Linked DNA regions of Mus musculus: regions 2, 3 and 4 are each linked to region 1. A link is a contact called in public HiChIP or PLAC-seq and promoter capture Hi-C data. All regions are on one chromosome and are shown on one strand. Each heading gives the region's core, a stretch centred on a gene start, on an enhancer-like site or on the middle of the called end of the contact. The rest is flanking DNA. Distances are from core to core; before and after follow the strand shown. Region 1 overlaps Gm30215 (a long non-coding RNA gene). Region 2 overlaps Slco1c1 (solute carrier organic anion transporter family, member 1c1). Region 3 overlaps Slco1c1 (solute carrier organic anion transporter family, member 1c1). Region 4 overlaps Pde3a (phosphodiesterase 3A, cGMP inhibited).

Region 1 (7,126 bases), core at 1,472-3,971:
CATCTCTCCAGCCCACTTCCAGTGTTCTTACTTAATCTTTTCTTACGTCATCATCCAGCTTTGTCGAAGGGGGTGGGTAATGTTAGGGCACATTCCACAGAGAGTCAAAGAGCATTTTAATTGCATATAAGAGTAATTACTTAATTGGTTAGAAAGCTGCGTTAAGTTCAGGCTTTGGACCCTTGTCCAGGACAACTCAACAAAATCATATTCTGTGCCCAACGTGATTTCTTTCTTTCTGAAGTGAGACATTGTTAAGTTCTTATAAGGTACTGGAGAGATAGCTCAGTGGTTCAGAGCATCTGTTGCTGCTACAGAGGACCCAGTTTGGTTCCTAGCACCCATGTTAAGCAGCTCATAACGACTTGTAACTTCATATCTGGGATATACCACATACTCTTCTGGCCTCTGTGGACACCTGCACACACATAATGTACATACAAACATACATACACATCAATAAAAATAAAAACAATCATGTTACAAAACTCAAGTGTACAGATAAAGCTAAGGTTGCTCAATTCGTGGACGCCAACGCTAAAAGCAATTCCTAGTTCATAAAGTGTATTGGCTGTTGAATGTGAAATGTTACCCATAGGGTTGCATGCTTGAACACTTACTGCCCAGCAGGTGGCACTGTTCTACGGCTGGGGAACTTTTAGGAGTTGGAACCTTGCCAGAAGTAAGCCACAGGGGTAACAGGATGATAGGCTCTGAGCTTTGATGGCCAGGCTCTGCTTCCTGTGTGTTCTCTAGTCCTGTTCCACCACGAATGAGGTGAAGGAGGGGGGGTTCTCAGAAGCAACCCCCTAACTGCTGTGGAAGCCCTTGCTTCCATGCCTTCTCTACCAGGGTGAACCACAAACAGAACTACAATAAACCCCTCCTCCCTCCAGCTGCTTCTTGGCAGAGTTTGGTCAGTGGTAGGAGAAGTTATACACTGGTTTAGGATGCTAACTTTGGAGTAGATTATTTTATGACTGAGCACTAATCATCATAATATTAGATAACAGCTACTGAAGGTACCCTGTGCATTGAGTATTGGTGCAGTCATCTCTCTCTGCTACTGACTGCACGTGACCTTGCTAGCTGTGAAAAATTCTTGCCTTCATTATGGACCATGCCCTGGACTGTAAGACAAGTAGTCCCATCTCCCCCCCCTCCCCGCCCCCCAGTTGCTTTTTTGTGAGGGCATTTTATCACAGCAACAAGAAACAAGATTAGAGCATGCCTGTAGGATGGCGTTTTCTGCCGTAAGAAAGGCGAGCAGATCACATGCCATTCTATGTGACATAGCACACCTTTGAGAATATTGTAGGAAGGACCTGTAGCATTTTACTGAATAGTCAAAGAGATCCAAACCATTAAGAATTACTGTATTAGGGCAGTTGTCACCTCGAATAAACTAAAACATGAATTTATTTCTGGCCTTCCGTGTCTGTGCTTTAGGTAATATTCTTGCCACTATTGAACGCCTTGCCCAACTTGTAAAACATTTCTTCCCTTATCCATCACCTCTATCTGCTTTTTTTTTTTTTGACAGAACCCCAATGAAAACATACCTTATTCTGTTTTCTCAGAGTTCTGCTCTTTGCTAGGGAGATGGATAGAGCCCAGATTCTCAAGCGAGAATGTTTCTACTGGGAATTTCAAAGTCGATGGAAACATACGGGAGATGTGGGGCATGGGGTCAAGTTTGAGTGGTGGAGGGAATTACAACAGGGCAGCTTGGTATGGTTATGGGACACACATATTCCTCCTCCAGATGCAAGGGAAACCAATGTGCTTAAAAAAATAAAAAGACCCATTTAACAATGTCATCTAAAATTAGACCCTACAGTTTCAAGAAAGTCTCCTTAAAGGAATAGTTTCCGAAACAGGAAATGCAGTCATTAATATATTTGCTTTTCAAAGTTTTGGTGGCTAGGGGTTAAGAGCTCTGTTGGCTTCTCCTCTCCCAGACCCAATGACTGGAGGTCATTGTTAGATATGGCAGAAGAATAAATCACGGTTAAAGGATTAACCTTAAGCAGTTCAGGGCACTTCTGATGGACCCAATAATTTCCAAAGATCCTCTCTAGTAACACAAGTAGGCTTTGGCAGTGAGGAGAGTTTCCAAATTTGCTTGATTTATAGTCTCTCGATGTCAGTGAGTTTTGCATTTGAAAGGGATACAATTCTCAGCAATAGCTGTACAGTTCCTCTACCAAGGATGCTCCTGCACAGTTCTGCTGGGAACCCCAGGCTATCTCTGCAGGTTGCCTATTTGTTAAACTCAAGGATATTCTGTTTAGAATATTCATAGAATTCGAGCCACTTAGTGTTTTAGAGCTCAAAGAGAAGATGGTGATTGTTGGCTTAATGATTGACTATTAGGTGGGTACGATGGCTTGCAATTCCAGCACTTGGCTGGTAGAGTCAGGAGTTCATTGTTTGGCTATGCAGTAAGTGTGAGGCTAGCCTGTGCTACATGGGGCTTTGTCTCACAAAACCAAACCCAAACTGTATCAATCACGAATGAATATTTATAGCAAGAGTGCCTTCCCTGCCAGCTTCATTCTCATTTTACGTTATTTTTTTTCTTACATAACAGACAGACATGACATTTAAATATTTCCCTAATGTTATTGGCATAATCAGCTCTGTCAATGAGCCATATGGCTTGTGCAAACACAGAGATAATCCTGGAACACTGACATATGTAAGCTTAATTTGAAAAGCCTGTGGAAGTAGTGGGAAGCAGATGGGGGGTTGCCATAGAGATCACTGTCACTCAGAGGAAGAAGCCTGGCCCTGTGGGTCACAGTCATTTCCAAAGGAACAGCCAGGCTTACAAAGTTCCCCTCCCACACAATTGTCAGTCATTAAAGCAGCTTTGGAAACCTAAATATTAAAATCATTTACCAGCGACTCTATCATACTTTTATTAGACTGGATGATTTACAAGTGTGCACATTTTCACTGGTTAAGGATTTTGAACTATTACAAGAGAATTTGACTATTCTGTCAAGTCGTAGAGTTTTTTTTTCTCTTTATTAAAGGATAAAGTAGATTTATTTACCTGTATTTGCTTTTATTTTTCTTTAAGCTTTTTTTTTTTTTTTTTTTTTTTTTTTAAGACATGGTCTCATTATGTAGGCTGACCTGGAACTTGCTGTGCAGAGCAGGATGGCCTTCAGCTCCCTGAGATCCTCCTGCCTCTGCCTCCCTCACACTGGGATTAAGGGTGTGCACCACATCTGAATGTGTTTGTCTTCATGTAGGTTTTACCCTGATAGCACACAATTTAGAAACTATTTAGGCCAGATTTTTAGACTAGACTCAAAGTCAGTACGCAGTCAAGGTTGACTGAGTTCTTGACCCTTCTGCCTCAAGAATTACAGATGTGAATTCTGATTTGTTTACACCAAATGGTGTGTGTTGTGCATGCTTGTAAGTGTGCAAATATGCACTTCCTTGTGGGCTCCCTATATGCTGTTGTGTGAAGGCCAGAGGAAGACACCCAGTGTGTTTTCGACTATAGCTCTCTCTCTGCTTATTGTATGGAGAGGAGTCTCTCATGTGACCATAAGTTCACCATTCTGGCTAGGCTAGCTGGCTAGTGAATTTCTGAGATCTGCCTGCCTACTATACCCATTGCTGGGATTACAGGTGTGTGTGTGTCTATTGCCAATGTTTTTTACGTGGGTGCTGGGGATTTGAACTTAGGTCTTTATGTTTGCCGTACAAGTATGCTCTCTAACTTCAAGTCCAGATTCTTTGTTAGAAATTATAATTACGTGATAATGCTCTATAATGTAGTTGACTATAAAGTTTAAAAACAGTGGGCTGGGGAGATGACTCAGTAGATGAAGTGTTAGCTGTGAAATTATGAAGAGCTAAGACTGGATTCCCAGCATCCATGTTTAAAACCCACGGTGGTGATATGAGCCTATAACCCCCCACATTGGAGAGAGAGGCAGAGGCAGGAAGCTCCCTGGGGCTTTTGGCCAGCCAATCTAGCCACATTGGTGACCTCTAGGTTCAGTGAAAGGTTCTGTCTTAAAAAATAAGGTGGATCTTGATTGAAGAAGACAACATTGCCTCCTGGCTTCCACATGTGTTCTCATACATGTGCACATACGTGTACACACACACACACACACACACACACAGGCACACACAGACACACACAGACACACACAGGCACACTCCTTCCCCACCATCGAACAAGACCCCCCCCCCCCCCCCAAAAAATTCTCTCAATAGGAAGTGTTCATTGCTAATTTTGCACCAGGAATTATTTCCTTTGGAAAAGTTATCAGCTGACTTATATCTCTCCAGGTGTGGGGGCGGTCCTAGTTGCTATGGTTCTGGGGGCGGTCCTAGTTGCTATGGTTCTGATGGGATAGACTAATCAAAGCTGGGAAAGAGTTACAGTTGAGACTAGAGAGGATTTGGAATGTCATTGTATCATTTAATAAAACATGAAATTGAATTAATATTGTTTTTGACCTCGAAAACGAACTGTCAGGAGCAAGAGGGTTAATATAAAATCCTCCAGTTTGTAGTAAGAATTCATCCTTAGCAAAGCTCTAAAATTATACAGTGAAGTTCAGTGTGAGTTTAAACGGGAGACGTTGGGATCAAAGGGACTCCACAGTGAATGTTTGAAAGAAGGATTTGTGTGCGGTCCATCCTTGTTTTAGGCTTGGATGGTGAACTGCTTTCCTGCGATTGTGTTATGGTTCCCATTGCAATTTAGAGATGAATAATGAGTTTCTGAAATCCACTAGAATCTGTTCTCACCAGCACGGGAAGAGCAGGACAGGCTTAGGAGGATAGTAAACAAGCGAACCCAGATATCACAGGCAGCGCTCACTGGGGGTGCCGAGCCTCCGGCTGAGGCGGTGGCGGGCTTGGCTCCTGAAGCGCTAACGGCTTAGTTGTGCAAGCCAGCAGGTTCCAGCTGTAGTAGGTGAAGAAAATCAGAGGAAAACAAAGTGCGGACACGAGCAGACTGCAGTCTCTAGCTCAGCCAGGCTCCACAAACTGCAGCTGCCTGTATTGGAACACGGGGCAGACCCGACGTAGAAGCTCAGCCCTTCTGTCGTCACTGCAGCCTGCAGCGTAAACCCTAGCTTAACCTTAAAACAAAAAACAATTTTGCTTGTTTCTGCCCACATCGAAGAGCCCCCCCTGATTCCTGAGCATTATCCTGATGGTTGTCGTTGCACAGATCTGGTGACCCAGTGTCCCAGTATCACTGACTGACCGTTAGATTTGTGAGATTTATTCCTGTTGCATGAAGCTGTTCTTTCTTCGTCCTTATTGTTGTATGCATTGGAATATTGCATAAAAAGTCTACACCTACCTCTCTGTTAGTACCAACAATACTGCCTTGACCATTCTCATACATTCTTGGACATAGCAGCTTACTGTACGTACTTGGGAGTAGATAATCACTTAGTGGAAACCACTGAGTAACCTTTGTGAAGTACTCTTAGATGAATCTTCGTACCTCATGTATGCGAACCCACACGTGGATAAAATCTATCGACTGACTAGGCTGTGAAGTAGTAAAAATATCACCTGGAAAGTGGGTGTGATGGTGCCTGTCTCTGATGCCAGCACTTGGCTGTGATGATGCCCACCTGTGAAACAGGACTTGAGTGTGATGGTGCCCATCGGTGATCCCAGCACTTGGGAGGTAGGACCAGGAGGATCAGGAGTTCACAGTCAACTCTGGCCACACAGTGACACCCACGTACATACTTACGTACATTGGCTCATGGTTAGCCTCCGATTCATGAGATTCTGCCTGAAGGGCAAAACAGCCATCCTAGTTTATAAGCAATTAAAATAACAAAAAATTATAAGGAAAATGTTCTTTTTTTTTTTTTTTAATGACTGAGAAGGGGGGCCAGAGTGAGAGGCAGATGTGGCTCTGCTGGGTTGTGAGCTTATTGGGTTGCTCTCTTCAAAGATCACCTTCCTCCTTTGTGAAACAGGAATACAAACTAACCCAGTCCACAGAGCTGTTGGGAGAATCACAACACTTGCCGCGGGGTGTGGAACCGTATCACACACTGTGAGGTGTCTGAATCACAGACTTCATAAAATGCTATGGGCTGAAGACGGGGCTCAGTACTTGAGAGTGCTTCTTGTTCTAGAGGACTACAGTTCTAGGGGATGGCTAACTCTCTTCTAGCCTCCATGGATGCCTAAAGACATGGTACACATGAACTCACACAGTCACACACATACCTGCACATAAAGGAAAATGTTCGCCTTGAGTTGTAGATGTGTGTTGATTATGACGGACTCCGGTCACGGCTATCTGTGTCATTTTATGAATCCTTGGAATGGAGATGATGTCACACCTATTTTAATACTCAAGGTAGTAGAACTGTAAGACACAGCGAAAGGTCCTCTATCAACAGTGGAGAGCAGCAGAGGCAGAAATAAGGCAAGGCTTTGACTGTAAGGGCATTGCCAACTTTATACTAAGCACCATGGTCACTGATACAATACAATCTTAGGCATCTATGTCCTAGCTGATTTGAGGAAGGGGTAAGTTTGGATCTCGCCAGTTTGATGTGTCTGATCTGTCAATTCAGGCAAGGGAGAGAAAAGGCTACCATTTCCTGGCTCGTCGGGATTGACCCGATGGTTGCTTATTATAACTCTCTGAGAAGGCACTGTGGCCCTGGTTGTTATGGACTCAGAGTCTTTTTGGTCTTTCCAAAGAAGACACTACCGAGGGAGAAATACACACACTGATTACAATCATATAAACACACAAATGGCAAGTTGTTTTTGGATAATTTATTTTGATTAATCAAAACTGTAGACAGAGGCCCCAAGACACGCCATTTAAGGGACTACAAGTAATTCCACGTGGATATTCACACTTCATTTTGACGGTGAATCATTCGGCAAATATCTAGTGTTTGGGAAAGGATGGTCAGGAGGGAGTAATGCTTGGCAACTTAAAAACAGAGGCCTCCCTATGGAGAAATGCTGGAGTTGAAGTCTTGCCATCTTTCCTCTTCTGCAGGTAGGTGAGGTGTGCATGGAAACCTGACTCCGTGGCTCCATCCGGGATAGAGGCACTTGTTCTCTGTTTGCTGCCTTCCCAGGGAGA
Region 2 (7,126 bases), core at 3,358-5,857, 840 kb after region 1:
GATGATAATTTCCTCAGGTGCTTGTCCAGGGTCCCTCCACCTCACTCACTGAGGCAGGATCTCCCAGTTAGAACTTATCAACAAGGTTAGTCTTAGTGCCATCTTCCTCTAATGACTGCCTGTCTCCACTTTCTGAGGCTGGAATTACATACAGCAGGTTTCTAAGCCTCTATCTATCTATCTATCTATCTATCTATCTATCTATCTATCTATCTATCTATCATCTGTCTGTCTGTCTATCCTCTTTATACTTGTATGGCAGCTGACTTAATCGCTGAGAAATCTCTCAGGCCACGTTTTTAAAATAGTGCTTTTTAAAATTTTAGGTGCATTCAACCACAACTTAAGTCTTTTGCTCTGGGTATCTACACCTTAGCAGTAAGAGTTCTTGGTAAGTATAATGAGAAGAACACTTTTCTCCTCTTTCTTTCAACACTGTGTGTGTGTGTGTGTGTGTGTGTGTGTGTGTGTGTGTGTGTGTGTGTGTGTGTGTGTGTGTGTGTGTGTATTTATTTTGGTTTATCATCAGAGGCCCTGCAAGCATCACAGCTTGTAGGGAATGATCCAAATAAGGTGATAAATGAAACTATGGTCAGTTCCACTGTAGCAGGTACAGGGTCAGAAACTTCTGGAGTCTGACCTCGCAGTTTATGTTTCTTACACACTTAAGTATAGTAACACTTTGGGGGAAAAGTCTCTACATGACAATTATCACAACAAAGCTTCAGCAATAGCTAATTGGAGACTCCCTGGCAAAGTAACAAAGCATGTGTGGCCTTTACAATAAGAATGTGTTCTCTTGACAGATAAACAGTGCTTAAGTAAGGACCTGAGGAGGAAGGACCTGTAATAAGCATCAGGATGTTTTATACACATAAGGCTATTCTATATGCGTAAGGGTATTCTACTGATGGAGCATGCCTCTATCGTAAGGAATGGTTTCGTTCCCTGAGAGACCAAGAGACAGGGCCCAAACGATGCTCAGCATTCTGCAGGTTATTTAGGAAGACTGGTTCCATAGATTAGCAAAAAGATCACCAGTTTGTTAGACCTCATTCATGTAAAACTTCCTGGTAAAAAGAAAGACATCAGTCATTTTTCTATTCTTGAAGGAAATAAGCCCTTGTATTTAACAGCTAGCTACCCTTTCCAGCATTTAACAATCCTTCCTTATTCTAGTTAGGCAAGTGTGATCATCTTATGAATGGTCCTTCTTTTTCATTTACCTGATTGCTTTTGATAAGCAGGTAATAAACTGTACAAGTGAACTGTGTCAGTTTGCCCATTCTGTCAGGCAGACCTGACTTTAGTGTAGACCATCCCTGGACAATGGTCTCTTGGTAAAATCGAGGGTCATAGCCATCTCCACAATAAAGGTCATTTCTCACTAATAAGTGACCTGTGAGATGATGTGAAGTCATTATTCCATTTCTGGTATATGTTTTACCTGAAGCTGAAATGACTGTAAATGATTCTATATTAAATCAATTATATACTGACTATTTATAAAACATTAGTGGATTTTCTTCCTTGAAACAATTTTTCTCTGTGTAGACTTAGCTATACTGAAATCACTCTGTAGGTCATGCTGGCCTTGAATTCACAAAATCTGCCTGCCTTTGTTTCCCACGTGCTGGGATTAAAGGTATGTATGACCACGCTCAGGCCAAAAGTTCAGTGGAATTTTAAGCAAGCAATATTTTAAAAAATAATTCTTACTTGTTATCAAAGGACTGTTTGTCTTGATGGCGTCATATACACATTAGGATGGCTTTAGGAAGAATAAATTATTTTCTTATTACTATATGCTGTGGTTTTGTGGTTTAAATATGAAGTGTGCTCTATCTGTTTGTCAGATCCCAAGATGGTGTCACATATAGAAAATTGGGGTACCTTTAGAAGGTGGGTCCTAGCAGGAAGAGATCTCTAATTGGGCTGCAGTGGAGGAGTTGAAGTCTACAACTTGGCAACTTGTAGCCTGAGTTTTCTCTGCTTTCTGCTTTTATCTATTTACCAAACATGCCCCTACTGCATAGACACACTTTCCCCACCATGGCTGATTCAAATACCCTGAACTGTGAGCCAAAATAAACTCACCTTTATTAGCTGTAAAAATTTTGGCTACTCAAAGGAAAACAAACAAACAAACACCAAAACAAACAAACAAACAGCCCTGTGCAAACCAGATTTTAATACCATCTGTTTGCAACGTACAAAATAGAAGTGAAGTTGTGAACACATTTTAATCCTTCCAGAGGACTTTTGTTGAAAGTTGATGATGAGAATTTATCTTCTGTCCCTAAGAAGGATCAGTTATTGCGAAGTATAATGAGTAAGACAGCCAACCATCCTGTGCCTATCCTGTGGTTGCATAGCTTGGTTTTCTGAGAACACACAATCAAAGGCCACTAAGGGTTTGTGGAAGGGAGGAAAGTTGTAGGCTGCTGAGCAGAATGAATGCAGTTTTAGGTCATTGGAATGGCTCTTTCTGAAGGGAACCATTTCAACTGAGATGCAAAGGGTATGTGCACATTCAAAAGGAGGAGGCAAGAAGATGAAATCAGCTTCAGATAAAGAAAGCTACTCGGGGCGTTCGGCAAGAGGGTGGAGCATGTTAATCACTGAAAAAAGTTCAGGGAAGCAGGTATCTGAAACATAAGACAATTAATATGACTTCAGATGAGGCCAGACATGTCATGTTTGGTCTTGGAATACCTTGGGCAATTATCTGTGTGGTTATTTGCTTAGTAAATAGAGTAGAGAGAGTTAAGGGAATTGGCAAAAAAGAACCCTTGGCTATTGCTTTTATTAGGGTGGGGTGTCTAGGAATTAAACCCTGGGCTTGGATGTATGCTAGACAAATTCTCTACCAGTGAGCTGTACACACACCCTCCTTCAGATTTACATCAGAGCAGAAGCAGAGAGAGGAGGATATATACCTAAGGAAGAGATTTTATGGCTTGGGTTTTAAAATGAGAAGGGCTCAGAGGTGGCATCCAGGTTCATTGCCTTGGCCACTTGGTGAGGGAGAAGTTGTGTTCACATTGAGTGTGAATTTCCAGGAGACATGCATCTAGACCTAAACCACTGACAGTTACTGCATGGGTCCTGAGCTTGTGACCAAACTCTGAGCCATAGAAAGAGGTCTCAGTGAAGAATTGTGGGTTTTCACTACCTAATCAGTGATTCCTGAGCTCAAGGTAAGTGGTTCTGGGTCACTTCTTATGGCCAAAAACTTAGAAGCGATCATTTATGTTTCTTACAGCAGGAATCCCAGCCCCTGTGTACTTTGGTGTTTTGATTGACACTTCATGCCTCAAATGGGGATTTAAGAAATGTGGAAGCAGAGGCTCCTGCAGGCTGTATGACTCCCACGCTTTCAGGTACAGTGCCAAGCACACTCATGTAGCTCTGTGCTCCTACAGCTCATTTTCTGCCACATCCTGAAGCTTAAAATTCCCTGTGTACTTTCCATGTTTATGAGGTAAATCAACCAAAAAACTGTGAACAATTCTATTTTACATGAAAAAATATTGCCAAGTGTTGACATTGAATTTCATTTTGAATTCATCATTATTTTATTTTGTTCTGACTTTTTAAAGTTAGCACAGTTAGCAATGCGTTTCATGAATGTATTTTATTATGGCACTTTCACATATATGTATCATTATACTTTGAATTTCTCCCTGCCCCAAGTAATCATTTTTTAAAAATGATGAAAATGAGCAGGAAAAAATGGCTCACACCTGTAATCCCAGAATTCAGGGGACTAAAAGAGAATTAGTTAATGCTTAATTGAAGTCAGCCTCGGCTATATAATATGTTCTAGGCTAAACTGAGGCTGCAGAGTGAGCAACCCTGGCTCATAACACACACACACACACACACACACACACACACACACACACACACGAGCATACATATATAATAAATGATTTTTAAAAAATCCTAGAATACAGGTTTGAAAATGTGTGCACACAAATGGCAAAATATTTCCTGAAACTCAGATGCATTTAAATTTAGGTCACATTCTGGGTTTATTTAATTCTATTCTTTTTTAAACTGAGCCAAACTGTACCATTTGCGTCAGCGCTAATCCCCTGGGCAAGATCTGGATTTGGCTCTCAATCCATCCGGCTCTTATTGCCAAGCTGATGTTCAATTATCCCAGTACTTGAAATGCACAAAAGTAAAAAGCTTTCTCTGTGTGGGTGAGCGTGTCTGAGGTGGAGAGCACGGTTTTCTCACTACGGTATCATTCAGTTCCGTTCATCAAACCTTTATCTCCCCACTGCTTAAAGCCATACTCCAGTGGCTTAAAAGCAGGACTTCTTTTATTCAAAGACTTACACGCTGAATACTTTGTTTCAGAGGGGGAAAAAAAAAAACCTCCAAAAACCAAAAGAAAAAAAAAAATCCGAGAGTCTTGAGCCTGTAAGTTGCATGTGAATTAGGCAGACCATCTCAAATAAGATCGATTTAATAGGCTTTGATATTATGTGTGAAGGATGTTTGGTCCAAGGCCAGGGCCAGTTCTGGGAGTGACATTTGGTTTCTGCTCTCATTTGGTAAGGCTAAGTGCTCACTGCAGTGTGGACATTGTGTGATGCAGAGACCGTATGTAAGAGGGGAAGCTGAACACTAAGTTCTTTATCAGGCCTTTCTGTCCCACTAACAACCCTGACCCCTTCTTTGAATTGCTTACCACAGCTTTTCCTTGGAGTGTATTGAAGAAATATTTGAGACAGGGTCACCACATGACTTAGTCAAACCTTGACACCTTTGAAAGTGAAAGAGGCTCTTTTAAAATTATTACTTGGGACAGCAATGGGCTAAATAGGACTGCCTCAGCAAGCAGGAAGATGGCTATCCAACTTCAGGGAATCTTTAAAGAGGAAGTGGGAACTATTATATCATTTGCAGTAACCAGGAATGACAATACAACTAAGAAGTTGCCTCTGCTGGCAGGAGGTCACCAGCATTCATAGCCACCAGGCCATTAAGTCTGTGTCTCTCAGCAATCAACCTCACACTGTTAGAACCTTCATGTTTTGTTTTGCTTTGCTTTCAAGTTGAGTGGCTGCAATAATTATAACCGAGACTCTCTCCTCTTTTAGACACATATACCTGGGATTAACCACGCTCCTGGGCACGGTGTCTGTCTTCCTAAGCATGGCTGTACTTTTTGTTTTAAAGAAAAAATATGTCTCGAAACACAGCAGCTTAATAACCACAAGAGAAAAAATAGGGATGTCTTCAAGCATCAAAAAGGAGACATGCGCTGCAAGGGATCGTGGATTGCAGCCCAAGTACTGGCCAGGCAAGGAGACACGACTTTAAAAAAAAATCATGGAAACAAACAAATATGGGGTCATTTTATCCAATACATGTAAATGAATAAAAGCATAATCAAAAGGGCTTCAATGTGCAATTCCTTTCTGCTTCCAAAGGTATGCCTGCTTTGCTTTTGACTCTAAGCATAACATGACAAACCTCTAAGGATGTAATTAAATTTATTTTAAAACTTTTAAACTTGTACATTCCTTTTAATTATTTTCTTATTTCTGCTTCATGCTATATTGTCTCCATTGATATGTGATATGTGTTCCTGGGGATGGCTGTCTATTATGTTTGATTATGACATGTCATCTGTACATTGTGTCACTTGACCAGAATCTACTTTGAGTATTTCCTAAGGAGATCTTTCAGATTTAGCTCCTCCTTGAACTGATACAGAAAAAAAACATTCATGATGGGGTTGTCTTCTGAGACAATTTCTGTTCATTAGTTTACATATAATAAGATGTAATTTTATAATTTACATAAATTCATTGTGATTTTGGAAGTATCCATGGTTACACTGCAATTCATGTCACCATGTCACCATACTTTATTGCTTACGAATTCAGTGAATCAAAATATTTTTAAACAAACACTTCCCAAATTTCCATGAATTAGGTAACTCTGTACTTAGACATAAATTGTATTCACAAAATATATTTGTTTTGTTTTGCTTTTTCGAGACAGGGTTTCTCTGTGTAGCCCTGGGTGTCCTGGAACTCACTCTATAGACCAGACTGCCTTAAACTCAGAGATCCGCCTGCCTCTGCCTCCTAAGTGCTGGGATTAAAGGCATGTGCCACCACTGCCTGGTCATAAAAATATTTAAAAGTTAAGTTTCTGGGGATGGGGGGACCTGAGTGGACTTGCATGTCAACTTGATCAGAAAGCATTGTATGAAATTCCCAAATAATCCATAAAAACATAATGTTGGAAAAGATATAGTAACATAGATATTACAAATTGTACTATGTGGTACTATGCATTTCTGCACTGTGTGTCTGTAGTATAAGATATTTATGTACACTATACATGTACTATGTAGCTGATATGTACTTTATGCATAAAACAGTCAGAGACTTTGACCCTGTAGAGAGAGTAGGCTCTAGATGTCATTTGTCCTGGTTAGTTCTTTCTCCACTTGACACAAGATAGCCTCATTTGGGAAGAGGGACTCTCAGTTGAGGCAGTTTCTCCACAGTGTTGGCCTATAGGCACGTCTTGATTAATGATTGACGTGGAAAAGTCCATCCCACCTGAGCAGATAGTCCTGAGTTATATTAGAAGGCAGGCTAAGCAAGCCATAAGGAACAAGGCAGTAAACAGCACTCCTCCATGCCTTCTAATGTTCCTGTGTCCGGGTTCCTGCTTGGAGTTTCCACCTTAAATTTCCTCAGTGATAGAGTGTGGCCTGGGAGCTATAAAGTAAAATAAACTCTTTCCTCATTAAAAGTTAAGTTTTTTTAAATTTATTTTTTTAATTAGGTATTTTCTTCATTTACATTTCAAATGCTATCCCCAAAGTCCCCCAGACCCTCCCCCCACCACTCTCCTACCCACCCACTCCCACTTCTTGTCCTGGCGTTCCCCTGTACTGAGGCATATAAAGTTTGCAAGATCAAGGGGCCTCTCTTCCCAGTGATGGCCGACTAGGCCATCTTCTGATACATATGCAGCTAGAGGCACGAGCTCTGGGAGTACTGGTTAGTTCATATTGTTGTTCCACCTATAGGGTTGCAGACCCCTTTAGCTCCTTGGATATTTTCTCTAGCTCCTCCATTGGGGG
Region 3 (7,126 bases), core at 2,869-5,368, 820 kb after region 1:
ATAGTATATTTATGTAACCAATAACAAGAACACCATTCAAGGACCAAAACAAAAGTAAAGAAGTAAAAGAAAAGAGAGCAATATTTAAATAGCGGGCTATAACCGTGTATAAAATTAGAGATTAAAACCTGGATTGTCCCCTCCTCTCCATAAATGTATCCTTTAAAGTCACCATTTTGAGGTAGTAAATGTATCCTGCTTCTTGGGACATATTCCATTAAGTTATGAGACTCTAAAAATAATTGATTTCTTCATAGAAAAAGTTAAAGGCTTTATTTTATTGTTATCATTGTGCATGGGTATAGATGTGTCATAGGGGTGTGTGGGTGTGGGTGCATGAGTGTGTGCATAAGCACAGGTGCCGATGAGGGTCAGAAGAGGCTGTCAAATCTCCTGGAGGGCTGGAGATGTCCCAGTGGTTAAGAACACTAGCCTCTCAGCACCTACATGAGAGATCCCAAGTGTTGTAACTCCAGTTCTAGGGAACCTGACACCCTTACACAGAAACACATGCAAACAAACTATCAATGCACATGAAATAAAAATTAAAAAAAAAATCTCCTGGACCTGAAGCTACAGGTGGTTGTGGGCCATCCATTGTGTGTACTGGGAACCAAATATCGACTTCTGAACCATCTCTACAGCCCATCTTCATGCAATATTTTAAAGATTATTGTATATAGCTGTCTCTGAAGAGAGGAGAAAAGAAGCTGAGTTTATCTCTCGGAAGATGCAATTTTTGACAAGTTCTGAATAATGGGCACTCAGAGGATGTGAAAGTGACTACCATGTGTGGTCTATTCTCTGACATTCTAGAATTACTAAGATTGGATCACTGAACCTGTTACACTTTCAATATCAATCGACTCAACACAACTCAATTGTATTATTTCCTGGGTGAGCAAAAGAAATATTTTAGAATTTTCTCTCAGCACTCCATCTCTGTCTATCTGTACGTACATTGAGTTAAAGAAGACCCAATAAGGTATGGAGTTTGAGATACTCTCTTTTACTTTATATGTAGTTTTATATGTCAAGGCATAATTTACAATCAACAGTTAAGCCTGCAGATGTCCCCTGTGTGGTTTAACTGGACACGTCATGCCTATATTTCTGCACATGTGTATGTGTGTGCTATGAAGTAGCCATCATCTATAGCTTCATATTACCTAACAAGATTATTACCAGCACATACTTTCCCTCATGGCTAGAATAGTTGTAGAGCAAATCTTCATAATCTAGTCTTGCCTATTCTTGAGCCCCCTGTAAGTTGAACAGTTGGTGTTCACATTCATTCACAATTCTGAATATCCACGGTAGTAATACTTCATTACTATGGCATATAGTCTATGATACCAATGTACCATGAGTTATTTAACCACTTTGTTGTTGATAGCCTTTTGGATTGATTTATTTTGTGGGGCTACAATAGACTTCACAGCCATACTACGTCTCTGGGTGTGTTCATTTTCTTTGGCTGGTGCATAGAGTGCAGTCTGTGATAGATGCAGTAGGTATTGCTGAGAAAAAAACTTGCTGAGGACATTTGAACAGCCGCTGGAAGTGCTAGTGCCTGCTAGTCTCCCCACAACATTTTTTTTTTGCCAGACCTTGATGCTGTCAACCTTTGTCATTGTGACTTTTCACAGTAGTGGCGTGTCATTCAGCTGTGACCATTTATGCTGTATCTGCCTGCACAGGTTCACTGGTCCCTTCAATTGTCTCCTCTGCTAACTCTGTACAAGTCATCTTCCCACATTATGTATTTATTTTGCTTATCAGTCTCTCATTGGTAATTTCTGGATACTGCAATTTTTTTTGACACGAGTTCTTCAATGAATATTGCAATCATTTCTCATACACTTCACCTTGTCTTTTAACTTTTCCTTTTTATTAAACCCAGATGATTTTCTCGTACAAGATAACTGAATGCAGTTTTCCTTCCCTCTACAACCCCAGCTCCTCCCCATTGATTTGTCAACAAAGCCTTTTGATTTTGATAACGCTTATGATCATGTTTTTAAGCAAGCCAATTTTTCAGTCTTTTTCTTTCTTGTGTCATTTTGATTCCGTTTGGAAAACTATATTAAGCCCCCAAATCACTGAAATGTTTTTCTAATATTTCTAATGATAAAATTTAATTCTTTCAGTTTTCAGTTATTGGAACAATCCATTTGTAATCAAGTTTTTATATAATATGAAAGACAAGGTTCAATCAGAATAAAGCAAAGAGCCTGAATCTCTTCCCATGAATTTGCATGAAGGCTCATGTCTTTGAAGACCTGGGTGTTCTTCATTATTCAATCCCATATAACACTGCATTCGGGCACTTGATCTCTTCCATACTGGAGTCATGAATGATGTTTTTTTTTTTTAATTTCCAATGGAAATCTGTTTTTAATAAAGGACAATTAAGAACATTACTTAGAGGGAGATTTTCATAATAGAAAACTAGAGCTGAAGAAATGGCTCAGTGGGTAGAGGCATCTGTAGTTGCAGCAGGTATGAGACCAAAGGACGATCCCTGGGATATTTTCAAAACAAATAAAAATTTGTGGGAGGCACAGAGGTTCTTGTGCACACATATAAGCAGAAGAGGTGCTGGAAATACTAAACACACAGGGTTGTCTTCTCAAAGGGAAAAGTAAAACTTGTTTTCTGCCCAGAAGGCTAGGAAGTGGTTAGTATCCTGGAGACCTTTGTGATATCTGTGTGGCTGAGACTTCACCAGATCCTCGCTGCGTTCTTACCATGCACTTAATTTCCTCAGTTAATCTATAGAACACATTGTTATGGACGATGTCACGTATACCTTACAAAGATTTTTGATGTAGTTACAGCTTAAGCTTTGTTGTGCATATGGGATTGAATTAATTATCACTAGAAAAAAAATTTCACCAAACTGTGCTGTGCTTACATATGCCTAAAATGAACTACTTGGGATCAGACCTATCAATGTGAATGAACATCAGTCACTGAGTTGTTGAACTGAATGACCTCCTTCCTTCCCCAGTTGCTGCTTTGCTGGCTATGGTGTTCACAGAGGCCTGCACTGTTCTTTAATATATGCATATAGTATGTTTGTATGTTTCAATCATAGACACCTGCACTCTTGCCTGTAACTTACCCTAGACGTACTTTCCATCCCTACTCCCTCCCCCTATATATATCATATATATAGATATCATATATATGTGATATAAAAAGATATAGAATGATATATATGATCATCATATATGGATATAGATGGGTAGTGTGTATGTGTGTATTTATATATACCCCTACTGGGTCCAATATGTGCTGCCCATATGATCATGGGTAAGGGACCATACACTGAAACATGGTTGACCAACAAGCAGCCACACTCTTAAAGGCGACTGACTGTCTCTTGCCTAGAAGCCATCAATAGTCAATAGCTCCTCTATTAGAGGTGGGTCTCCTGAGTCTTTGATACTGGCATTTTGGCTATTCTCTTATGTAGGCAGGGGTGGCAGCTTTGAGTTCATGAGTGCAGAATCTTGTCATGACCAGAGAACTGATAACTGGGAAGTTCTTAACACTCTCAATGCACAATGTTTTATGTATTTACTGTATGTGCGTGAATAAAAATGGGGGCTGTATTGCATATTTTTCCTGTTATTATTATAAAACAGCATGATCATAGGTAACTTAGCGAAGAGAGAGCTTAGTTTGATTTACCATCCCAGAGGAATGAGTCTATAATGGCTGAGCAGAGCCATGAGATCAAGTGGCAGGTATGGAGGTGACAGGAGCAGGGAGCTGAGAGCTTCAAGTGTAAGCACAAAACATAGAGAGAAGTGGAACTGAAATAAAGCTTTAAACTCTCACAGCCTGCACCTAGTGGAGAGAGAGAGGAGAGAGAGAGAGAGAGAGAGAGAGAGAGAGAGAGGGAGAGAGAGAGAGAGAGAGAGAGAGAGAGAGAGAGAGAGAGAGAGAGAGAGCGCACTTTATCTCCACACTTAGAATTTTTTAAAAATTAGATCCTGTTCATGAATGAATTTGGGTTACAAGTAGCCAGATCTGTTACATTCTTCCTAGCATCTGTTCTTTGTTTATAAAATGGCAACCATGTGTCTTTGCTTATAAAATGGCAACCATGTGTCTTTGAGCTGATGGTTCTCCCTTCAAAACCCCAGGATGCTTCTCTCTTTCACTTGTTACACCCCACACATCCCTGCTTAGCTGGAGAACAAAAGTAGTGCCTCCTCTATTCCATTTTGTTAAATTTGAGGTCATGCCCTGTGAATGTGAGCCAGTATCTATCATAGTCTGAGTCTATGTCCTTAGCCAGATTAGGCTGGTTCCTAATATGTCAGCTTTAATATTAAGACTTACAACCTATAGTCAAATAAAAAAAGATAGACTCAGTGCCCTTGTCTATTGATAGCTGGTGGATACATTTTACAAACAGAAGGTGAAATAAGAGTAGGGAAGAAAGATGCCTCCTTTAATTCTATGCAGATTACTTAAAAGATCAAGTATATAAATTATAAAATGAAAGAAAGTATAGAGTAGGAATGATATCTTCCTTCACTTGTATTTGTTTTTATGATGTGTAGGAGTTGAATACAGGCACTTGCACATGCCCACCAAGAATTCTACCAGTGAGCAGCAGCTCCGATACCTCCAGCATTTCACTAAACTGCTCAGATTGTCCTTCAATGTCTTTACAGCCTCCTCAGGCCTCATAACCTCCCTGAATCTGCCTCCTGCATGGTTGGATCTCAAGCTTTTATCCCAGGCCTGGTCTTTCTCTCATACAGAGGATACACACACCCTACATTATTTTCATCTTTGCCAATTCAATAGAAATGAATTGAATGCTTTTGTGTTAGATTTTGTGCTAAGAGTCAATCATGAATAGCATCATTCCACCACCTCAACACCATTTCAGGCACAACATCTCAAATCAAAAATATTGGAAAATGACAATATGAGACCACAAGTGGGAAAGTCCACACCTGGCCTTGAGTGATTGCACTCATTTAGAATAAAGACACACTGAAGACATTGTATAAAATTACCTGCAGACTCTGTTATTATTTTATGTATATGATCCATAAAATTAAATTTTTGTCAAGACATGGGTCACATCTCTGGGACCATATGTTATGTATGTATTCTCTAAAATTTTTCAAAATTCAAAACAACAATAGTTGTAAGTATTTAAATAAGGAATACTCAGGCAGACGTGGGCGGTTATTATAAGAAATTAAGCAGGTTTGGGGGCATTTAGAAAATTCCTTGCAGTTGTACAGCTGTTAAGTGGCTGAAGTGATGTTACCTAAATCCAGTCACCTGTGTCTCAGAGTGTGTACTTTTTATCACCTGGTGCGACTATTTCCTCTGCATTTTTAAAAATATTTTTTATTACGTATTTTCCTCAATTACATTTCCAATGCTATCCCAAAAGTCCCCCATACCCTCCTCCCCACTTCCCTACCCACCCATTCCCATTTTTTTTTGGCCCTGGCATTCCCCTGTACTGGGCATATAAAGTTTGTGTGTCCAATGGGCCTCTCTTTCCAGTGATGGCTGACTAGGCCATCTTTTGATACAAATGCAGCTAGAGTCCAGAGCTCCGGGGTACTGGTTAGTTCATAATGTTGTTCCACCTATAGAGTTGCAGATCCCTTTAGCTCCTTGGGTACTTTCTCTAGCTCCTCCATTGGGAGCCCTGTGATCCATCCAATAGCTGACTGTGAGCATCCACTTCTGTGTTTGCTAGGTCCCGGCATAGTCTCACATGAGACAGCTATATCCTCTCCATTTTTTAAATCATGTTTACTTGATGACTAGTAAGGTTGCCTAACTCTGTGTCTCAGATTCCAACCCTTAATTACCTTAAAAAGATGTAACTAATAGAACCTAGTGGTGGAAGGCAGGGGACTTGACATGAGCTTCCCTACATTTGAATTAAGGCTTACTCATCACTAACCAAAATCACAAGGACATTGCTCTCTAAATAGAGGACAATGATATGCCTACCCTTAAGATTGTGATGAAGGCTCAATGTGATAAGTAGCATATCAAATGCTTCACTGAGCACCTAGAACATGATGTGCAAACAGTAACATGCACCATTGTAGCTGTAAGGAGACCAGCCAAGCAAGAGACTGAGGAGCTGGGTCAACAAAGTCAGATTTTGTTTGAGCCAGAAAATGAAAAGTAAAACATGAAACAAACAAACAGACTCATTTCCTTCATTCCCCATGAGTATCATTCTATGGGCAGCATTGAAGAACATTAATCTCCACCCAGCTGCCATGTGATTGAGTGGCACCTTCATCATCCAGTGACTCACTCGGCCTTGGTAGAGTTGTCCTTGTGTTGCTCATTGTGTCATGGAGAACGTGAGACTAGACTTGTGCTATGGTCAACCCATGACCTTGATGCTCTTCACAGACCCTTGGTAAATGTGGACCAAAAATAGCGACTGAATATTTTCATAGATTAAAAGAGCAACACAGTTCAATACGCCAGAACCATTGATGTGTTTCAGCAATCACTATGGCCACATGTGTGATGCTCAGAGATCTCATGTTGTTTTTCTTATTCTGCAGGGCTCATCAACATTCCTGCAGTGGCCCTTGGAATATTCTCTGGGGGAATAGTTATGAAAAAATTCAGGCTGGGTATTTGTGAAGCTACAAAACTCTACTTGGGATCATCTGTCTTTGGCTACCTCCTCTTCCTCTCTCTGTTTGCACTGGGATGTGAAAATTCTAGTGTGGCCGGACTGACTGTCTCCTACCAAGGGTATGTACCTTCATGGCATTATTTGAGGAGACAGAATGGTTTAATTCAATTGTCAATAGAGTTTTCCAATAAGATGATGTTAATGTTTTAAGTCTCATATTTATATGAAGAGATTTTTTTAATTGAATAGCTGACAGAACTTAAGACTCAGAATCTGTTATTGTCACTCAAATTTGTTGCTTATTACAAATTTGAATTTGATTGTCTTATAGAAATATAAAAATTGCTGAATCTATATCTTACATTAGAAAATTAATCTGACAAGAGAAACAGTGTAATTATGGAAATACCAGCCTTGAGTTCTTAGTAAAGTAATGGTTAATCGGTTGAACCAATCTGGCTATAA
Region 4 (7,126 bases), core at 3,312-5,811, 650 kb after region 1:
ATTTGCTTTCTTACTCTCACACACTCCACTAAAAGATTTGTTGTTGTTGTTTGTGGGGTGAAGGGGGTCACAGAACTAAAAGAGAAATTAAGACTCTTTTGTGTCATTTTGGTGATAATGTTGCTGGATAACCACCACTGTTGACTTACATAGCTCCATCAATATCTAGGAGATTTTTCTTATGTTGAATTGAAACATTTGTCTTTGGTGTCCTAGGTATCTTCTGATGGGATCTTTGAAATACCCCGAGCTGTGGACCAAAAATGATAATGAGATTCATAGTTCACAAAGAAGAATGTTACTTTTGGAAATTTCCCTACAGAACAATGCTTGTGTGGATAGTAGTGTATCACCGGAAGTTTTAAAAATAACTCTAAGGATCTGGAGAGATGGCTCAGTGGTCAGAGCACTAGCTGCTCTTGTAGAGGATCTCCACTTGGTTCCCATCACCCACATGTCAGCTAATGACCATCAATAACTCTAGTTCCACAGGTTATATTCTTCTGGCTTTCTCAGGCACCAGGCATATATACAATGTACATACAGGTAGGCAGGCAAACAAAAGCATTCATACATACAAAATTAAATATTAAATAAAAATTTTGAATAATAGTAGGAAAATTGGATGGTCTTCTCTTGGAAACTTCTTGCAAAACAATTTAGCATATTATTTAAGTATATTTGAATTCCATGTGCTTCTTTAGGAAAACATATGGTATATTGTATGATGAGGTAAATATTTCATGTATATGTTTATGGAGTTAAGGTGGCTTCATGCATTTAAACATATTTGTAAAGGAAGGAGAATGTATTTGACCTACTCAAAATCGTATGAGTATTTCCTAGGGTGTACGGTCTTATACTCGTGACCAACACTGTCAAGTTCATATGCAGAACCTTATCCCTGTACAGGTCCATAGATAGAACATGAGAGATCCTAGTGGGAGACATATTCTGATTTAACAAAGTTTTCTACTCCTCAAAGTATTTAGATATTAGTGATGGGGGTCCTTAGCAGGTAGGGCTTGAATGAACTCTTTCAAGGTCAAGAATGCTGGGCTATAAGTTATGTTAAGGGTCATCTGTGCAGATGTTTATAAATAAGGACAGAACAGACTAGAGTGGTCACTATTTGTTCACGTTTGTTTCCTAAGACAGAGGAGAGAATCTTCAAGTGTCTTTACCATGTGACAATATGTTAAACATGTTAAGCAGAGTGTGAGATTCATAGTGTGTGCTCGCTGGAAAGGATGATGTTTATCATCTAATCTGCAGATTGGATATATCTAACGTCAGTTAAGCTGCTAAAGCTTGTATTGTAACTATGTTCTTTAAAACTTTAAATTGTGCAATAATTAAGATATAAATGAACACTAAAGGGTATAAAGAAAAATGTTACATTATTAATTATATCCTATTTTGGCCTATTAAAAATACATGGTAAAGTATATTTTAATGACTACATTATTTTGACTCTAAATAAAGATTGTAACTCTATAGACATATACATAACTAAAATTGAACATTTATTGTAATTGTTTATCCTAGAGTAAATCTTTGACGCTCTTGGAAGTCTCACCTGTGTCTCCAATCTAACTTACCTCCTCCTCTGTGTTAGTCACCAAGTAGTGCCTTCTTGTGGCCAAAGGATGAGGCTTTAGCACTGCTTTGGAGCTCTGGGCAAGTAACTAGCCCCTTTATACCTCTGTCTTCTCATCTGTATAATAGGCATAGTAATATACATGTTGAGAAGATTGAATGTAGTCACTCATATAGCATAATTGGGATAATGTGAAGGCATGTTATTTATTATTTGTATTTTTATCACTATTTTTAATTTAAGAGATATTTTAATAATATGTATTAATTTATTTATATCTATGTATGTGGGTATATACATGTGAGTATAGGTACCTGCAGAGGCCAGAAGAGGATATCAGATTCTCAGGAGCTGGAGTTACTATTGGTTGTAAGCTACTTGATGTGGGTACTGGAATCCAAACTTGGATCCTCTGTATGAGAACTCTCAATCATGGAGCTATTGCTCCAGCCCCTTGTTGGAGAGTCTCTAAGGTTTCTGAAAAAGCATAATTTGAGGGACTGCCATGTTGACTTCTAGAATGATCCTGGTGTCATTTCTTTATAAAAGCCAGGGGAGAGATTCCAAGCTCTCTTGAGCCTTTTTTTTTTAATGTCATCTTTCATTTCCTTGACATGTACCTCTAATACTATCTTTTCAAAAATGTCCTGTTGAGGAAGAATAGAAATTGTGCCTTAAACAGGGACCCCATAATGTCAGAATTGTCATTCCATAGCAGCATGAGTTCCTGTCTGTATGACTTGCCACTTACGGGTTTTGGCTCTTATTCTGTGTAACATTAGTGTTCTCTGCATGTAGACTGAGTGAAAATCTTGCATTATACAGCTTCCTCTTGCTGCAAAACACGAGACGATCAACAAAAGAGAAGTGTTCTTTGGGTCATGGGCCTCAGGGTTGTAGTCCATGGCTGCTTGCTCTCTTCCTATGCCCTGGGATTTCACAGAGCATCATGGTAGGAGATTGTGGTGGAAAAGTCCTGTTCACTGCATAGTGGACAGGAAGCAAAGAGACCAAAAGGAACTGGAACACTGATGTGTTCTTCATTAGCACATTCCTGAAGCCCCAGCCGGTGCTCCTGGTAGACCCACCTTTGGATGAGATTAAACCTTCTCCCAATAGCATCACAGGCCCAGGCCACTCCAGTTGCACACTAGAGGACAGGGTAGTATAGACATGATAAACTTCACTGCCTTGCAAGCTAGTGTATGCATACCACCCTAACACACAGAAGGCTGAGAGTTGCCTCTATGGTTCGACTATTTCAGGGAAAAAATTACCCACTTTACAAAATATTTCTATGCTTTTCTTGGAAGGTGTTATTAGATTCTTGGCTGGGTGTTCTCACATGTGCTGCGAGGAGTATGCTAGGAGTCTCTCGGTTGCAGGGGAGGGAGAGAAGATTTGGCAAGACCAGGAGAATATAAAACAAGAGTAAAGAAGCATAGCTTTGTTTGTTGGTGCAGTCAACTGTAGAAGAGCAACCCTTCTGTCTCTGAAGATGAAAAAGCACTGAAACAGACTCAGGGTCTCTGTTCGTGGTAGAAGAAACCTTGGATGCTGGCATCAATTTAGAACAAAGATAATTACTAATAAAAACGTGAAACAATCATAGCTAACTTTCCTTTCTCCTCTCAACTGGTACAAAAATAATTCCTTGGCATTTCTGTAAGGATGGAGACATTGCAATGTAGTCAACATGTGCAGTTTCGAGCTTCTTATACTTTGGCTTATGCCCGTAGCAGGAATCTTCACCTCTTATGTCCTGGGCCTCTCCCATCTTCCTCTGGCTGCAAGGTCTCTGTGAGCAACTCTGTTGGGTCTCATCTAGAGGCTTTGAGGCTTTCTTTGACCAGCCAGTATTCTTTCTTTCTTATTGAGATGGCTTTGTATTTTTCTTTTTACAAATTACATTTATTTATTGAAAAGGTTCCTACATGTATACAAGGTGTTTTGATCTTAGTTGCTGTTCCCTACCGTCTCTGCCCAAATCCCTCTCTCCCACTAGGAATCACCATCCTTTTCCCCTCCTGTCTTGCCTACATTGAAATTTTCTGAAAGTTCATCTGTGCATAAGTTTCCATACTGTAACCAGGAACTTAAAAGTCACTGGAAAATTGGCATTCATATCAAATGAGTTTGTTGTGATGAAAGCAAGACAACAGAGGGAATTGAATAACGGCCTGTGTACCGAGCCTTCTGGACCTCTAAGCATCTGGAAGAACAGCCTAAGGCTCTGCAGATGATCTAAAACCCACTTAATAGGTTTATAATGAGGCATGTGGTTCTTGTGGGAGTAGAGGCGGCTCAGGAAACGCTATCGTCCACTCTGCTTTTGAAAACATTTAATGCCATTTACTGTAGCACTGTTCTTCAAGTGATTTCATGCTCAGCTTTACTGACTCGTATTTTATGTCAGCTTGAGTTTGTATTAATAGGACGAGATTCGGCACTGCTGCCTCTGAGGCTCTCCGCGAAGCCAGCCGCAGAGCTCTCGAGATGTACTCACATATTAATCTAACTAGGAAACATTTTCTTTGTGTTTTTACCAGGATGGATACGATGGCGGGTGCATAATTAAATACCAAACGTTTGCAAAGATGCATGTTTTACTGTTTTACCCTTTCTGATTAGATAGCCAGGAGGGTTAGCTGAGTGTTTCTAATCTTATATTTGCTGATAATGTTTACATAACCTCATGCTTGTCCCTGCCCTCTCTTTCCTTCTCTTAGTAATGAAAACATTGCTTCTGGCATTAGGCGGGGGCCAGATAAATAGAGGCTGTGAGCACTGTGCAGTATTCCTTTCCATCCCCGTCAGTCCTCCCCTCTCCAACTCTGCCTTTCTTGGCATCTTTCTGTTCTCTGTTTGTCAGAGTTCTCACTGTGACGTAAAGGCCTCGCAGAGAGTGACCCCCGAGGCAAACCTGTAAAACATTATACAACTCGAGTCAAGGCTCCTCTTAGCACTGCAGCTGGCCCAGCACTGACATATGGCAGCAAGCATATTTTAAAAAGAAGACATGGCTTGACAAAGAACATAGTCTCTTGCAGAAAGGTTTACGCTGGCACTCCTTGCTGTTTATAATACCCGATGCCAGGGGCAAGACTCCTTTCCTCCCATTATATCATTATTTTACTGTTTAAGCCCATCACTTCATATGGGAGATGGCTGACTAAAATGTAGAAGCAGACATTTTGTGTTTGTGTGTGTAACTTTAAAGTGAAAAAAGTCTACAGTCACAATATTTTTCAGATTCTACCCGGCCAGCTGGTGGTGTTCTGGCGTCTGATGGGAAGGGAGGGTGTCTGTGAGGACAGACCCATGCTCTAGAGCAGGACTTGAAAAATAGGACATACCTGAGCTATTCCCCCACACTTCAGAGCACCTCTGCTTCCACTCCATTCCTACCTTTGAAACCCAGCATCTGGCTTCATGGAGGATATGGGAGCGTTCTGTGGTTTGAATGGCACGGATAATGGTGGTGAATAGTGCACTATGGTGCACACTTATAGTGGCATTTGGGTTGTTGGCCCTGGATCAGTAGTGACTCCTTGGATCAGAGTCATAGTCAACCACACAGAAGATCTAGAAGCCAACCAGGATTAGTGAATTAGAATCCCATTTACTGCTATAGGGATTCTCTGTTTCCATTTAAACGACTCCTTCTTTTGTGATTGATGTTTTAGTGTTTGAGATGCCGATATGTCCGTTATCTTTCTGGGTCCTGCTGTATCTGTAGTAATTTAATAATGAGACATTGCTCGTTAAGGTACATTGATAGATACAAGCCAATTTACAACTGAGGCCACAGAGGAAGGAAAAGATATCTGACCTCCCTAAACTCATTTTTATGGTAGTGCAACCGGAGCTGGGATTTTAACATCCCACAAACTGATGCTAACAACACATTTGTGAACACTATGATAGAACAAACCGAGTGGAACCCGAGGTGTGCTTTTATAGAAGGAACTGCTGTGAACTCCACAGCTTTGGAATTGATCTGGCTGGGGTGAACAGGAGTGAAGAAATGACAGGCACCCATACAGAGCAGAAGGGATGGTGTGAGCTATGGACTGTGATGGAGACACAGCAGCAGCAGTCAGGAAACTCAGTGCATGTATCAGCTACAGCATCAGGGAGGAGGTGGGGTGAGACGTCTCTGAAGAGATGTGGTCTCAGGTTGTAGTCAACATCCTGGATGAGGAAGCTGCAGTTGATACTGCACACACTGCCTTTAGTGAAAGGTTAATTATTTGTCAGCATCTGTACTCTGAGGGGGGTAGGCATTGTCATTCTGAGCCTGACTCAGGGAAGGCCTGTCCATTTCCATGGGTCAGAGACATTGGTGTCCTTATCATGGCCATGTTCTTGTTAGTAATACACATTCATTCAAGACCTTTTAGCTCCCCACAAAGAACATACTATTCATGTACAATACACTATGTATAAACTACTGATTTTTTTTATTTTTGTTATGTGTATACACGATTGTTTATATGGAGGTAAGGACATATGTGAGTTCAGTATCTACAGACACCAGAAGAGAGTGTTGGTGTTTATGGAGGTAATCAGATTATAATAAATTCCATGTGGTATGCCCTTCTCCCACTTGATCAAATTAAAACTGGTATGTGTGAGTATACAGACAAATACACCAAGGGAAGCTGACACTTGAAAACAGAGGGAAGGTTCCAATGTATCCACTGAGTAAAGAAAAGCAGTGTTGAAGCAAAACACCAGCAGCTAGGGTGAGACAGGGAGGTTTCCAAAGGAATAAATTGTTGTGGAACAGTGGTATGGATAACTGCCCACCTAAGACACCTAGTCCATTGCCTAGGAGCTATCCATCTTTACATTACTGGTTGTGGCCTTTGGAGAACCATGAAGATTGTTGGTTGGCTGCAAGCATCCTTATTGTCAGCCCTGCACCCAGTTTGATTTGCACATTCAGGGCTTAGTGTCCAACTCTAAAAATTGCATCTTTTTATTCTTTCCTGATGAAATACCAGATACTACGATAAGTTGTTAAGAAAGTACCATTCTAGTATCATTGTTATTTTTCTTATTGTATTTATCTTTAGTACATGAACAGAGTGATTGATTCCAGCTTCTGGAATCGAAGAGTTTTGGGTGCAGACTCTTCCATAAATGAACACTTGACCATGAAGAGATAAGTCCCTTTTCCATTTCACACAGTTGACGAATAAAGTCTAATGTAGACTATGATTGTGTCTCATATTTGCTTAGTGTAGACACACAAGCTAAAGCTTATAATCTTTGCCACGATCTGTAGTCCTACAGGCACCTACACATGACCTTTGGACCCTCCCATGGTTACTTCCTTCAGACAAGGAAAGATATCTATCTATCTATCTATCTATCTATCTATCTATCTATCTATCTATCTATCTATCTATCTATCTATCTATCCTACATTCCATGAAATTCAGCATGGGCACCAAATTACAGTTTCAAGTATAGTGTTTAAAGTATTGGCTAGGAGGATGAGTTCATATTGGTGACTCT

What was found. Promoter capture Hi-C pulls out the DNA fragments that hold promoters and counts their contacts. HiChIP or PLAC-seq counts read pairs in DNA pulled down with a chosen protein or histone mark.
Region 2: a contact with region 1 is called in an H3K4me3 HiChIP or PLAC-seq map of embryonic basal ganglia, with 7 times the contacts expected there. The contact joins two enhancer-like sites. A contact is called at or near these places in 11 of 39 promoter capture datasets (the 3T3-L1 cell line, 3T3-L1-derived adipocytes, cranial neural crest and 6 more), 4 of 484 Hi-C or Micro-C datasets (the G1E-ER4 cell line, the MC3T3-E1 cell line and embryonic fibroblasts), 5 of 115 datasets of contacts at active chromatin or transcription factors (craniofacial prominence, embryonic basal ganglia, embryonic forebrain and 2 more) and 1 of 9 other capture datasets (embryonic stem cells).
Region 3: a contact with region 1 is called in a promoter capture Hi-C map of second pharyngeal arch cranial neural crest. The contact joins two enhancer-like sites. A contact is called at or near these places in 5 of 39 promoter capture datasets (cranial neural crest, frontonasal cranial neural crest, maxillary cranial neural crest and 2 more), 1 of 15 datasets of contacts at CTCF or cohesin (the NIH/3T3 cell line) and 2 of 115 datasets of contacts at active chromatin or transcription factors (embryonic basal ganglia and embryonic forebrain).
Region 4: a contact with region 1 is called in a promoter capture Hi-C map of second pharyngeal arch cranial neural crest. The contact joins two enhancer-like sites. A contact is called at or near these places in 5 of 39 promoter capture datasets (the HPC-7 cell line, cranial neural crest, hippocampal neurons and 2 more), 1 of 15 datasets of contacts at CTCF or cohesin (pro-B cells), 13 of 484 Hi-C or Micro-C datasets (the C2C12 cell line, CD4 T cells, adipose-derived mesenchymal stem cells and 5 more) and 1 of 9 other capture datasets (embryonic stem cells).

Annotation. Positions count from the first base shown.
Region 1 is chr6:140,728,835-140,735,960 of GRCm38.p6, forward strand. All of the region lies in intron 4 of Gm30215 (a long non-coding RNA gene), which reads left to right. Among named protein-coding and RNA genes, the nearest start is that of Gm30215, 52 kb to the left of the region's middle. Within about 2 kb of position 2,722, at least 22 of the 459 cell types and tissues checked have an H3K27ac peak or open chromatin away from gene starts, as enhancers often do. A contact at or near this core is called in embryonic basal ganglia and second pharyngeal arch cranial neural crest, where this site is marked.
Region 2 is chr6:141,564,189-141,571,314 of GRCm38.p6, forward strand. Slco1c1 (solute carrier organic anion transporter family, member 1c1) reads left to right here. Exons shown (of 15, transcript NM_021471.3): 13 at 327-391; 14 at 3,266-3,383; 15 at 5,118-5,989. The coding sequence ends at 5,340. Among named protein-coding and RNA genes, the nearest start is that of Slco1c1, 43 kb to the left of the region's middle. Within about 2 kb of position 4,608, at least 18 of the 459 cell types and tissues checked have an H3K27ac peak or open chromatin away from gene starts, as enhancers often do. A contact at or near this core is called in embryonic basal ganglia, where this site is marked.
Region 3 is chr6:141,548,408-141,555,533 of GRCm38.p6, forward strand. It overlaps Slco1c1 (solute carrier organic anion transporter family, member 1c1), which reads left to right. Exons shown (of 15, transcript NM_021471.3): 10 at 6,585-6,780. Among named protein-coding and RNA genes, the nearest start is that of Slco1c1, 28 kb to the left of the region's middle. Within about 2 kb of position 4,119, at least 2 of the 459 cell types and tissues checked have an H3K27ac peak or open chromatin away from gene starts, as enhancers often do. A contact at or near this core is called in second pharyngeal arch cranial neural crest, where this site is marked.
Region 4 is chr6:141,377,175-141,384,300 of GRCm38.p6, forward strand. The region is part of intron 1 of Pde3a (phosphodiesterase 3A, cGMP inhibited); the gene reads left to right. Among named protein-coding and RNA genes, the nearest start is that of Gm10400, 40 kb to the left of the region's middle. Within about 2 kb of position 4,562, at least 53 of the 459 cell types and tissues checked have an H3K27ac peak or open chromatin away from gene starts, as enhancers often do. A contact at or near this core is called in second pharyngeal arch cranial neural crest, where this site is marked.